Linked DNA regions of Rattus norvegicus: region 2 is linked to region 1. A link is a contact called in public Hi-C data. All regions are on one chromosome and are shown on one strand. The core of a region is the stretch at or near the end of the contact, and the rest is flanking DNA. Distances in the headings are between cores, read along the strand shown. Region 1 overlaps LOC108350049 (a long non-coding RNA gene). Region 2 holds the start of Gatb (glutamyl-tRNA amidotransferase subunit B).

What was found. A called contact is a pair of places that touch in the nucleus more often than the background predicts.
Region 2: a contact with region 1 is called in a Hi-C map of prefrontal cortex, with 2.3 times the contacts expected there. The contact joins the promoter of Gatb here to the enhancer-like site in region 1. A contact is called at or near these places in 3 of 12 Hi-C or Micro-C datasets (the Rat2 cell line, frontal cortex and prefrontal cortex).

Annotation. Positions count from the first base shown.
Region 1 is chr2:173,168,272-173,173,293 of GRCr8, reverse strand. LOC108350049 (a long non-coding RNA gene) reads left to right here. Exons shown (of 3, transcript XR_001836790.3): 3 at 308-1,199. Among named protein-coding and RNA genes, the nearest start is that of Gatb, 58 kb to the left of the region's middle. Within about 2 kb of position 2,038, at least 17 of the 93 cell types and tissues checked have an H3K27ac peak or open chromatin away from gene starts, as enhancers often do. A contact at or near this core is called in prefrontal cortex, where this site is marked.
Region 2 is chr2:173,224,878-173,230,242 of GRCr8, reverse strand. Gatb (glutamyl-tRNA amidotransferase subunit B) reads right to left here and starts at 1,675. Exons shown (of 13, transcript NM_001399231.1): 1 at 1,475-1,675. The coding sequence starts at 1,650.

The DNA of each region.
Region 1 (5,022 bases), core at 789-3,288:
GGATCAGAGGTTATTGTGAGGCTTAATTGTGTTCAAGAAAGTATATGGTGGTAGGATGTACCGGGCCTACCACGGAATTGGGATGTGTATGTCTGTCGTGGTGGCAACCTGCCTCGGGAACTAGATGGGTGGAGAAATTGCTGCTGGGCTCAGAGAGTGGCCATCGGCAGTGTGAGGTGGAATGGAGCTTAGTGGGTGAGACACTTTGTTGACTGAGATAAAAATAGCCTGCAGATGTCATGTGGCCCTGCAGTGGAGGCTAGCATGGGATAAAAGAAACTTTTTTTTTTATTATTATTTACTGCAGCATCACTCGACAGCTATGGGTCAAGCTCAGCTGAAGGTTGGCCTGACTGGGCCTCTTCCCACCCGTCTCTGATGATAGCTTCATGCTTGACTCCTCCAAACAATCTTCACATAGAAAGCAGACATCTTCCGTACCTCCCCAGGACTGTCAAAAACGCAGAAGCTGTCCACCCATCACATTCACAGTTCGAGACCAGAAAGGGACATGTGAGGTATGTTCCAGGAAGGGGTGTGCTTAGGGGTCATCAGTGCGATGAGCCACCTGTCATAGGAGGTGAGGCACAGCAGCCATTTAGACCTTCAGAGACAGCGAGAACCTTAGAGATCATCTGGTCTAACACAGTTGGGAAACCAACCAGAAGGTTCCCATCTAGTGGGCTGTGTGCATGCTGCAGACTCTCTTAAAGCAATGCTTTATCAAGAGCCATAGTTATTATGATTTTGAAATGTTAGGGGCCTACTTCCAATCACCATGTCTCAGGAATTGGGCTATTGCTATATTTTAGACAAAGTGTGCTAGTTTGCCTCTGACCAAGGAGTCACTGAGTTGGGCTGATAGAGAACAAGAGGACCACTCATTTGAGTCCTCATAAAGTCAAAGGAAAGATGTTTCTATTGCCTCATAGTCTGGTAGGACAAAAGGTGCTTTATGATGTAACTGAATATTCTGTTTCCATCAAAAGATATAGATACCAGATTTTAAAGAGGTTTACTAAATCCTGGCAAATGACAAATTTTCTCTTAATATTTACTTTTTCATACACACACACACACACACACACACACACACACACACTGGATTACTTTGGTCATGGTGTTATATGTTCCTAGGCTAGAGTGTACATTAACAGGCTAGTTTGCTCATGGATTTACCTTATTAGGAGTGTACAGTTCTCCAGCTACTGTCTGTCCCAACACAGTGCCTCTAGTGCTAGGTCCCTGTGTACCTGAAACTGCTTCTATCTTGAATTCTTTTAGTCTTTACATTTTATGGTAACATCTTTCTGTTCCACAATATATTCGTTATTGTTTAAAAGCCAACACTATATATATATATATGTATATATATATATAAAATCATGATTTATAAAATATAAATATGAAATAATTATTTATTCTGGGGATACCTGAGGCTATTGTCTACTCCACCTTTCCTGGGGGCATCTTTGAAACATTCAATAGCCATCATGCCTATATTTTAAGTATATTTATTATTTGGAAAAATGGAAGTCCTTCCCCTTTGACCATAATTAGAAGGGCATGGTTTCCTACTTACCCATTTTGCAATGAGTTCTGAATTTCAAGTCTGTCACTCCTGGCCCATTCTCCCTCAGTTGTGGGATATAGGTACACTCTTGTCATTGCTTAGTAATTCATGTTAAATCCCTCCTACTGTAAATGTGTGAAGATGTCCCCCAGTCATTGTCACATGCTTTTCTTCTGTCTGTTCTTCGTAGACTCTCAGATAACTTCCCCCCTGCCTCAGGCCCTTTAACCAGTTGCATATCCCAAGTTCCTGCTTTCAGTCCCTTCATATTCTTCCTAGATCGTTCTAACCATGAGTGATGTCACCATCTACATTCTATTATTCCTGAACCTTCTTCTATAAAGAGCATCACCACTTTCTTGAAGGCCAGAAACCTATTTTTATCAGCTCTCTGGATACATCTGAACAAACGTCCTGTGGTACCTCAGATTTAAATACACCGAACTCATTACATCCTCCACAAAATATGTCTCTCCTCCTGTGTTCCCAATCTTAAACACCACCATCTTCTCAGTCACCTAAGTTAAGGACTTTGAAGTCATACACAGCACCTCCTCCTCAGTTCCAAGTCACACACACACACACACACACACACACACACACACACACACACACACACCAATCTGTTTCCTCTGGCTCAGGTTCTCCACTCCTCTTGCTTAGCTGTGCCCGAGCACCCCTGACTTACAGACAGCTGCTTTCTTACCTGCCCCCCATGAAGGAGACAGGAAGCTCTGCTGTCCTTCTCTCTTCTTCTAAGGGCAATCACTCCCACCACGAAGTCTCCAGACTCTTGACTCCATCTAAACCCAATTATCTTCCAAATAGCCTCTTTTCTAATGTTGTCACACTGTAGGGGCTTGGGCTTTAACGGCAGACACAAACATCTAGTCCCCAGAAGGTTCTCACACGCATGGCCTCATCAGTCCTCTCACGTAGTCTTTTCTCCACATCTTTCAGATTCGTCTTTCTGAAGCACAGAAATGACACATTACTGCTTCGGGAAAACCTTTCAATAACAGCTCTCTGCGTTGCCTAACCACGGCACCTGCAGCAGGGCTGCATCCAGGCTTAGCCTGTTTGCCCATCCTTGCGTCTTCTCCAAAGACGCTGCTCTTCTGCCCTCCCTCCCTTCCTGTTCCGCTTGCTCAGGCTCTTTCCCCGTCGTTCAGCTGTCTCGTTTGTTCTGTCCCCTCCTCAAATGTCCACAGAGTCTTTGAGAAGCCTCCTCCCAGACAGCATTACTCACTGATCTGTGATTTATATCAGTAGCTTCAGAATTTGTTCGTATATCGGAACAATGTACAGTGCCTATAAGAAACACACACACACACACACACACACACACACACACACACACACACACACACACTCAGAGAGAGAGAATTGTAAATAAGATATGGAGGATTATAGAGTACAGAGAGATAAAAAGATTCATTATAGGAATCATGAGACAAGGGACAGACAAGTCCTAAGCCAGATGGAGGGCCCTGAGAGCCTCTTGCTCTGGTTCTGATCCAAAGGCCACCAAGTTCCTAACACAGGAAAAGCCACTGTTTCAGTTCAGGTCTAAAGTCAAGAGAAAATCTTGCATCCCACTCAAAGGCGGATACAAAAGATAATTTCTTCTTTCTTAGGGCAGAAGGGTATCCTTTCTTCTACTCAGGCCTTTAACAAGTAACTTGCTGAGTTTAGTTTATCCATTTAAATGTTGAACTCATCCAAAATCACCCCCATAGAAATACCTAGAGAAATGTTTGATCAACCACGTGGCCATCCCATGGGAGAATCAAAACTGACCAGTACAGCTGGGGAACTTTTTTTTTTTTTTTCAGAGCTGGGGACCGAACCCAGGGCCTTGTGCTTGCTAGGCAAGCGCTCTACCACTGAGCTAAATCCCCAGCCCCTTCAGCTGGGGAACTATTAACATGGGCTAATTCTACTGGGTCTGATTGTAGGAGTTTTCATGCTGTGAGGTAAAGCTTGGCTATCAAAATATTTGAACTTTTCCTTACAGCCAGGGGAACGAGCCAAGTGAATTTGGAACCAATCCCCCCACAGTTGAAGTCCTCACTCCCAATAACCGAGAATTCAGTCCTATTTGGAAGCTGGATTCTTGAGATGCCATTCCGTGAGATAAGATCACAGTACTGTGGGGTAGGTGACAATCCTTGTAAGAAAAGAAGCTGGGTGTAGTGGGGTACACCTTTAACCCCAACACTCTGGGGACAGAGGCAGGTGGAACTCTAAAAGCTCTAGACCAGCCAGAGCCACAGAGAAACTGAGAGATAACAGTGTGATTAAAAAAAAAAAAAAAAAAAAAAAAAAAAAAAAAAAAGCAGAGGCTGAAGTTTGCAGCCACAATTCACAGAGCATCCAGGATCATGGGCAAACCACCAGAATAGTGGTTCTCGGCCTTCTTAATACCACAGCCACAACACAATTTCTTTGCTAATTCATAACTATAATTTTGTCACTGCCATGAATTGTAATGTAAATATTCAGTATGCAGGGTATATTGAAAAAACAACCACCAGAGGGGTCATACTCACAGGGTTGAGAACCACTATACTAGAAGCTGTGTAGAGGCATGGAAGGATTCCCAGTACGATCAGAGGAAACATGGCCCTTCTGGATAGCCAAACAGCATTTGTTGTCTTATTATGATGTCCCCGGGAAACCAACAGAGTAACCAGATAAAGAAAGGCTCTAAAAGGTGGTTTGCCCGACTCTTACAGGGAGGGAGAGCAGAATAAGCAGAGATTGCTCATTTATTCTCTGAGGGCTGAAATCTGAGGAATGTGCTCAGGCTTTCTTCCCTCTCTCCTTCTCCTTTAGGTTGGAATCTTTCATATCTAAGACACGTAGCAGAGTCTGGCTGGCTGAAGAGCTTTTCAGAGAAGATCCCCTAAACTGACAGCCAGTGTCATTTCCCAAGCTGAGCATAGATCAATTAGAAATTAAAAACAAACAAACAAACAAACGGGTATTTGGCATATCAATTTATCCTTTCTTTCTCAAAGAGCCTGACCTCAGGGGTCATCTCCAGAGCGCACTTCAGGGTCCCTAGAACTGAAGCTGTTGCAGTAGGCCCTGTCAAGGTCAGTGAGAGGCGCTGCCTGCTCAGCCATCTGCCCCTCGCTCCTTGACGTCTTTTTAAATTAAACCCCACGCCCTGTGGTAAAATTGCTCTCGCTCTATAAATAGCAGGCTTGGCTTGGATTGCCCTGCAAATGCTGCAGGAGAAGGGTGTCAGAGCAAAGAAAAAGGAGGGCCACAAACCCAAGGGCACATTTCTCGGTCAGATGATTGCAGTCTCTTAGGAAATCCGAGAATTCTCCCTGTAAAGCCTCCTGTCTCCCTTCTCTGGAGTCTTCCTTGTCTAAGATCTCTTCCGTACTGGAGTGAACAACTCACATTTCCCTTCCTCCATATTCTCCAGATTGAAT
Region 2 (5,365 bases), core at 426-2,925, 57 kb before region 1:
ACTGTACATAAGTTCTTATAAACCTATATTTCAAATAATAATCTTAATTGTGTTTTAAATTAAAATTTCATATGCTTATATTTTAAAATGTATCATTTTATTGGTGAATAAATTAAGTGTACCTTATTAGTAAACACTAAGTAAATGTCTCAGTAAATAATAATAAAATCTTATCTTCTCATAATTATTTAGGTTTACTACAAACGCCAGGATTTTAATTCTAGAGAAATGATGTCTAAAGAATAAATTATCATCCATATTTTGTGTTCATTGTTAACAGCTTGTAGCTAGAGAGGCAGGGTCACACAGATACCACAGACTACCATGACATGGTATTCCTCAAAACTTGTGCAGAAGAACAGTAAACCATTAGAGGAAACATTTATTTTCCATCCTCCAAGTTACATCCAGTTCTTGAGACCTAAACTTAAAATTCTTTCATTTGTTCATACTTGACTGCTAGCAAATCTTAGTAAATGCTATAAAATGCTATACTAATGTCTCTTATCTGACTATTCCTACTCTGGTGAGCCAGTACTCAGTTCTCTTTGGGGAATTAAAAGTCTTTATTCTTATGTATGTTCCTATTCTTCACTTCTCCTGAGCAATTTTCTGTATTATACAGATTTTTATTCATGTGCATCCAGTTTTGTTTTAAGCATTTCAATGAGAAAAAAATTAATTCCTTTTTAAAAAAAATTTGGAAATAAAGCTTGCAAGTGAGAAGAAAATAAAGAAATTCATAAATTCTGCATGCTCTAACTACTAATTAAAGTAATTCTGCAGTTTCATTGCATGGAAAGAAAATGATCTAGTTTATAAAGGGAATAGAAATGAGATGCTTTGGGACATTTTCCTCTCCACTGAAATACTAAGAAGAATGCCAACCTCAACGAAACAAAACATTAAAAATTTGCCTTATGTTTTGTATTTTATAAGAAGCTTTAAGTCATGTACACTGAAGCAACTAACAGAAGTACAGGATAAGCAAATCTTTAGTCAGGGAAAGATTTCGTCGGTAGACTACATCCTCCTAGGTCTAGACAAATACGCCCATCATAAAACCAGAGATCTGACTAATAAGACCTCCAATAAACATTAAGCTCTCTTATCCGGGGCTTTGTACAAAGGCTATTTTCTGTCTTTAAATTATTGCTAGCTCGTAGTAACGCCAAATGCCCGCTATATACGTGCCATAGTCTAGTGTCACAGACAACCACACTAGTTAGTAGGACCGCTAGAGGAAACGCTATTTTACACTCGTACGTTGTCCAAACATGCCTATTTTAGGACAGAGGTTTAAGTGTGAGGGTGGAGATGGCAGGCCTGGTTTTGTGTTTTCATTTAGGTTCTGTTGCCCACATTACACAGGTAACCACCCTCCAGTTCACTAAAACCCTCAGGCTGGGCTGCGGGAGCCATTATCTTCGTTCCGCACTTCCACGAGACAGGTATAGGTACGAAGAAAATATACCCTTTCCTCGGCTTCTGAGCCGTGTGGAGGGAAGGCTGAGCCACTGAACTCTGTCTCCTAGCCCAGTTGGATATGGGCCCAATTTGAGAGCCACTTCGGAGGCGGGAACAGTCGTCTATCCACGCTAAAGCCCAGCGTCTTCCAGGGAAACCCGAACGCAGCACGGGTGCCGCCATTGCATTGCCGAAGACCGGGTCAGGTGACCCACCTTCCCTCCGCCGCGAGGCTCTCTGGGAAGCGTAGTTCTGGCAATGCGCCACAACCCTTGTAGGCCTGGACCGGAAGACTACTATTCCCGGCAACCCAACTCAAAAGCTGACGGAAATCTGACGGGGAGGGGCGGAACCAGAGAACTGTGGGTGGGTGAGTGGGTGGGGGTTGTGGGTCCTGTGTGACTCCTCCTAGCGGGGAGTTGGAGAGCTCTGTGGCAGTAGAGCTTGGGCGTGTTTGTGCTTGACAGCTCTTTGAGGGAGAGCCAAGGCTAGGAAGCCTCACCAAGGGTTTTAAATTCAGCTTAAGCCCATGAGTTGAAACAAATGATCCTGACATCACCACAAAGGCTTCCTGGACTCTCAAACGCACTTATTTTCTCTGTCTTGCTCGCACACTTCGTACACAAATTTGTGCATTATTTCAACCGATACTTATTTGTATGCCTGCTATGAACAACCTAGTTCAATAATTAGGCAACATTGACATACTAGAAAGCAAGACTTTATGGCTGTTATATTTTATAGACTTGGTATTTTAGGGAGAGAAACATACAGAAAAAAAGTTTAAAAAAATAAATCGTTTTCATGACCGAAAAAAAAAAATTAAACTTTTATGTGCTTTTTACTTACCATTTTTCTTAGGCAGCATCTGAAACATTTTTTTTTGTTGTTGTTGTTGTTAGAAAGCTTTGATAGAAAAATGACCTCAGCTCAATGGGTTTCTTTTGGTGTTTGACTTCAGCACTAATCCTGGGCTGGGCTGGGCTGGGCTGGGCTGGGCTGGGCTGGGCTGGGCTGGGCTGGGCTGGGCTGGGCTGGGCTGGGCTGGGCTGGGCTGGGCTGGGCTGGGCTGGGCTGGGCTGGGCTCAGTGGTACAGCCTTTGTACCACGTAGAAGGTGCTGCGTTCCACTCTCAGGAAGGCAAAAACAAATAGAGTTTTTCATATCCCTTGTTGAAATTCCAGGTGATTTTTTTTTAAATTTAAAAACTTAGTCTACAGTAGTCCTCACTTTCACCATCTGATTTTAACTGTTCATGTAGTACCTAACAGCTATCTTTGATTTCAATGGATCCTTGTCTGGTATTCACCACAGTATTTCCAGAGCACAGAGTAGGCACCTCAAGAATATTTGAAGCAGTGCAGTGTGGTGGATGTATTTCACAAATGGGGGCTGTGGAGAGGATATGTTCTTTAGAAAAGAAATAACAAATTGGGGTAGTGGTAAAGGGTACAGTAAAACATCTATTTCTGGGAGATGTGTAAGATGAGATCGAGGGACCTGATAGAGAGTTGGGGATTACTTTGGGGCTTCTGACTTATGTGTCTAGTATAAGGTAAAAAGGAGCCAGAAAACGAACCTATTCTCTGTGGAAACTTGTGAATGCTTGGTTGCCTTGGAGATTTCCAAGCGAAGTAATCCAGTGGAAGTCACTGATGCCCAACTATAGAGAAAGAAAAGATACGTACTCTCCATATTTCACACAGATGCATTTCTGTTATCGATCACTAACCTACAGATTAGACAGCTACATCTTATGATTTGTTTCCATTATTATTTACAAGAAGTTATGGTATTATGTAATATGGTCCCTCCATTTGGAAATATAACCTGTAAACTGGCCAGGAGAGATAATTCAGTGGTTAAGAGCACTCTCAACTCTTCCAGAGGACCCAAATTTGTTTCCCGGCGCCCATATCCAGGGAGTCACACCTCTCTGTAACTCCAACTCCAGAAGCTGTGACACCATCTTTGGCTTTCTGCAGATCCCACACACAACAATCCCCAAACATGTCTCTCTCATATATACATATAAAAATAATTTTAGGTAATTGTCATTTACTGTTTCTATTTTTTTTTTTACTTTTTTATCTACCTCCCATGAGTAATCTGGATTGCGGTAGTAGAAATCCTTTCATATAACTAAAGAAAAAGATGAAAGTGCGTGGAACACAGAGGCAAACATTCCAAAATGTATCTCCTAATTTCTTCCATTCATCCTTCCGGTCCTTGATATACTGGCATCTCTCTTCTGTGTCCCCACGTTTTCTATACTAGCTGTAGTTGGGTTTCCTTTTTCTTCTCTCTTAGCTCCTGGAGTGAGTTTCTGGTCAGTAAAATTGCTTGGGAATGCCATGTTGTTTCATCTTTAATAGGGCTACAGAGGAGAAAGACTGCCTTCTACCCCGCCCCTTGAATACAGTTAGGACACACTGCACTACCTCCCAGGGAGTATTAGAAGAGTTTTTTTTTCCCAAGAATGTGAGGACACCCAAAGAATAGCCTACATTTTTGTACAAAGCCAGATCCAATAGAAACCCAGCCTGATTTCTAAAGCATTATACAATCACATTCTCTCCGTCTTCAAAGGCCTCCACCCTGCCACTAGAGGGAGACAAAACCTATGCATGTAAATGGATTTGCTTCTTTGAACGAATGGGAAGCTTCCAGTGTGGTACATTTTATGTCTAATCATGGCCTCTCGAAGGCCTAGGGAAGCTAATGGTGGGAGTAGGGACTTACCATCCCGTTTTCTGACTTTGTTCTCTATCAAAACTATCTCTCATTTCCAGAAATGCCTGTTGATCTCTTGGTGGGGTCTAGGAGAGGCACTGTTTTCCAGTTACCCCTTGCTCTTCAGGGAGGGCAGTTCTAGCTAATCTTCTTTCATAAGACCATTTCTTGCCTTCTTTCTGAATGCCAAATATGTACCCATCAGAACTCTTACTGACAGACAGCTCTCTGGCTGAGAGAGCTATTTTGGATCCACAACAAGGTGGCTGTCATCTGGAAGACACAGAGATTCTCATTTTCCAGGCACTCAGGAGGTAGCAGGACAGAGTTTCTAACCATATTTTTTCAAGGAGCGTGTCTCAGCTCTTTCCTTCCCAATGTTATTCAATCAATTTAAAAAAAAGATATTTGAGCCAGAGCTGATTTTCAGTTATAAATGAGACTGGTTAGGAAATATGTCTTAAATAAGATAGTTTGTTTGGGTTAGTCTTTTTTGCAAGTCTTGAATGGCCAGAGTTGAAATGGCCTGGTTCACCTCTGTATTTGGTATCTATATAAACACATTGCTTTCTGAACACAAATACCGCTCCCCCATCTAGGTTGTGTTTAATTGTGACCCTTCCCATGATCCTTCATTTTGCTAGGGAGGGGTAGGAAAAGGCACTTTGTGCTAAGATTTGTAACTTCTTCAAGCACCATGTGTTACAGTGTAAGGGGAATAATGCAAGTGGCACAAAGTTTCTGCTTTTTAAGAAGAAGCAAACAGTTTTAATTGCAACATTGTAATTTCAAGTAAAATAAAAAGATAGCTTCTGCTGTCATGGCACTGTGTCTCAAAGTCTATTTGAATATATGTGCAAATCTTAAAACCATGCCAACTAATCTTTTTCTTTAATTAACTATGTTTGTCCTGTGGAAACAAAGGCAATGCTTTAAAAATACCTAGCAGATGAATATAGAAAGCATCCACTGTGGTCTCAGGAAGCTGGATGGGTGTTGTCACAGTGTTTCTTAGTAATGCAGAAGTGAGTTTGATCTCTCAGTTGGCTATTATTTTCTACTTGTTTTTTGGCTATGGAAAGAAGCCCAGTGTTGAAATTCCAGCCATGTGGATAGGAAGGGTTGGTAGTGAAGTTAATTCAAATTCCCTATAAAAAGAAAACAA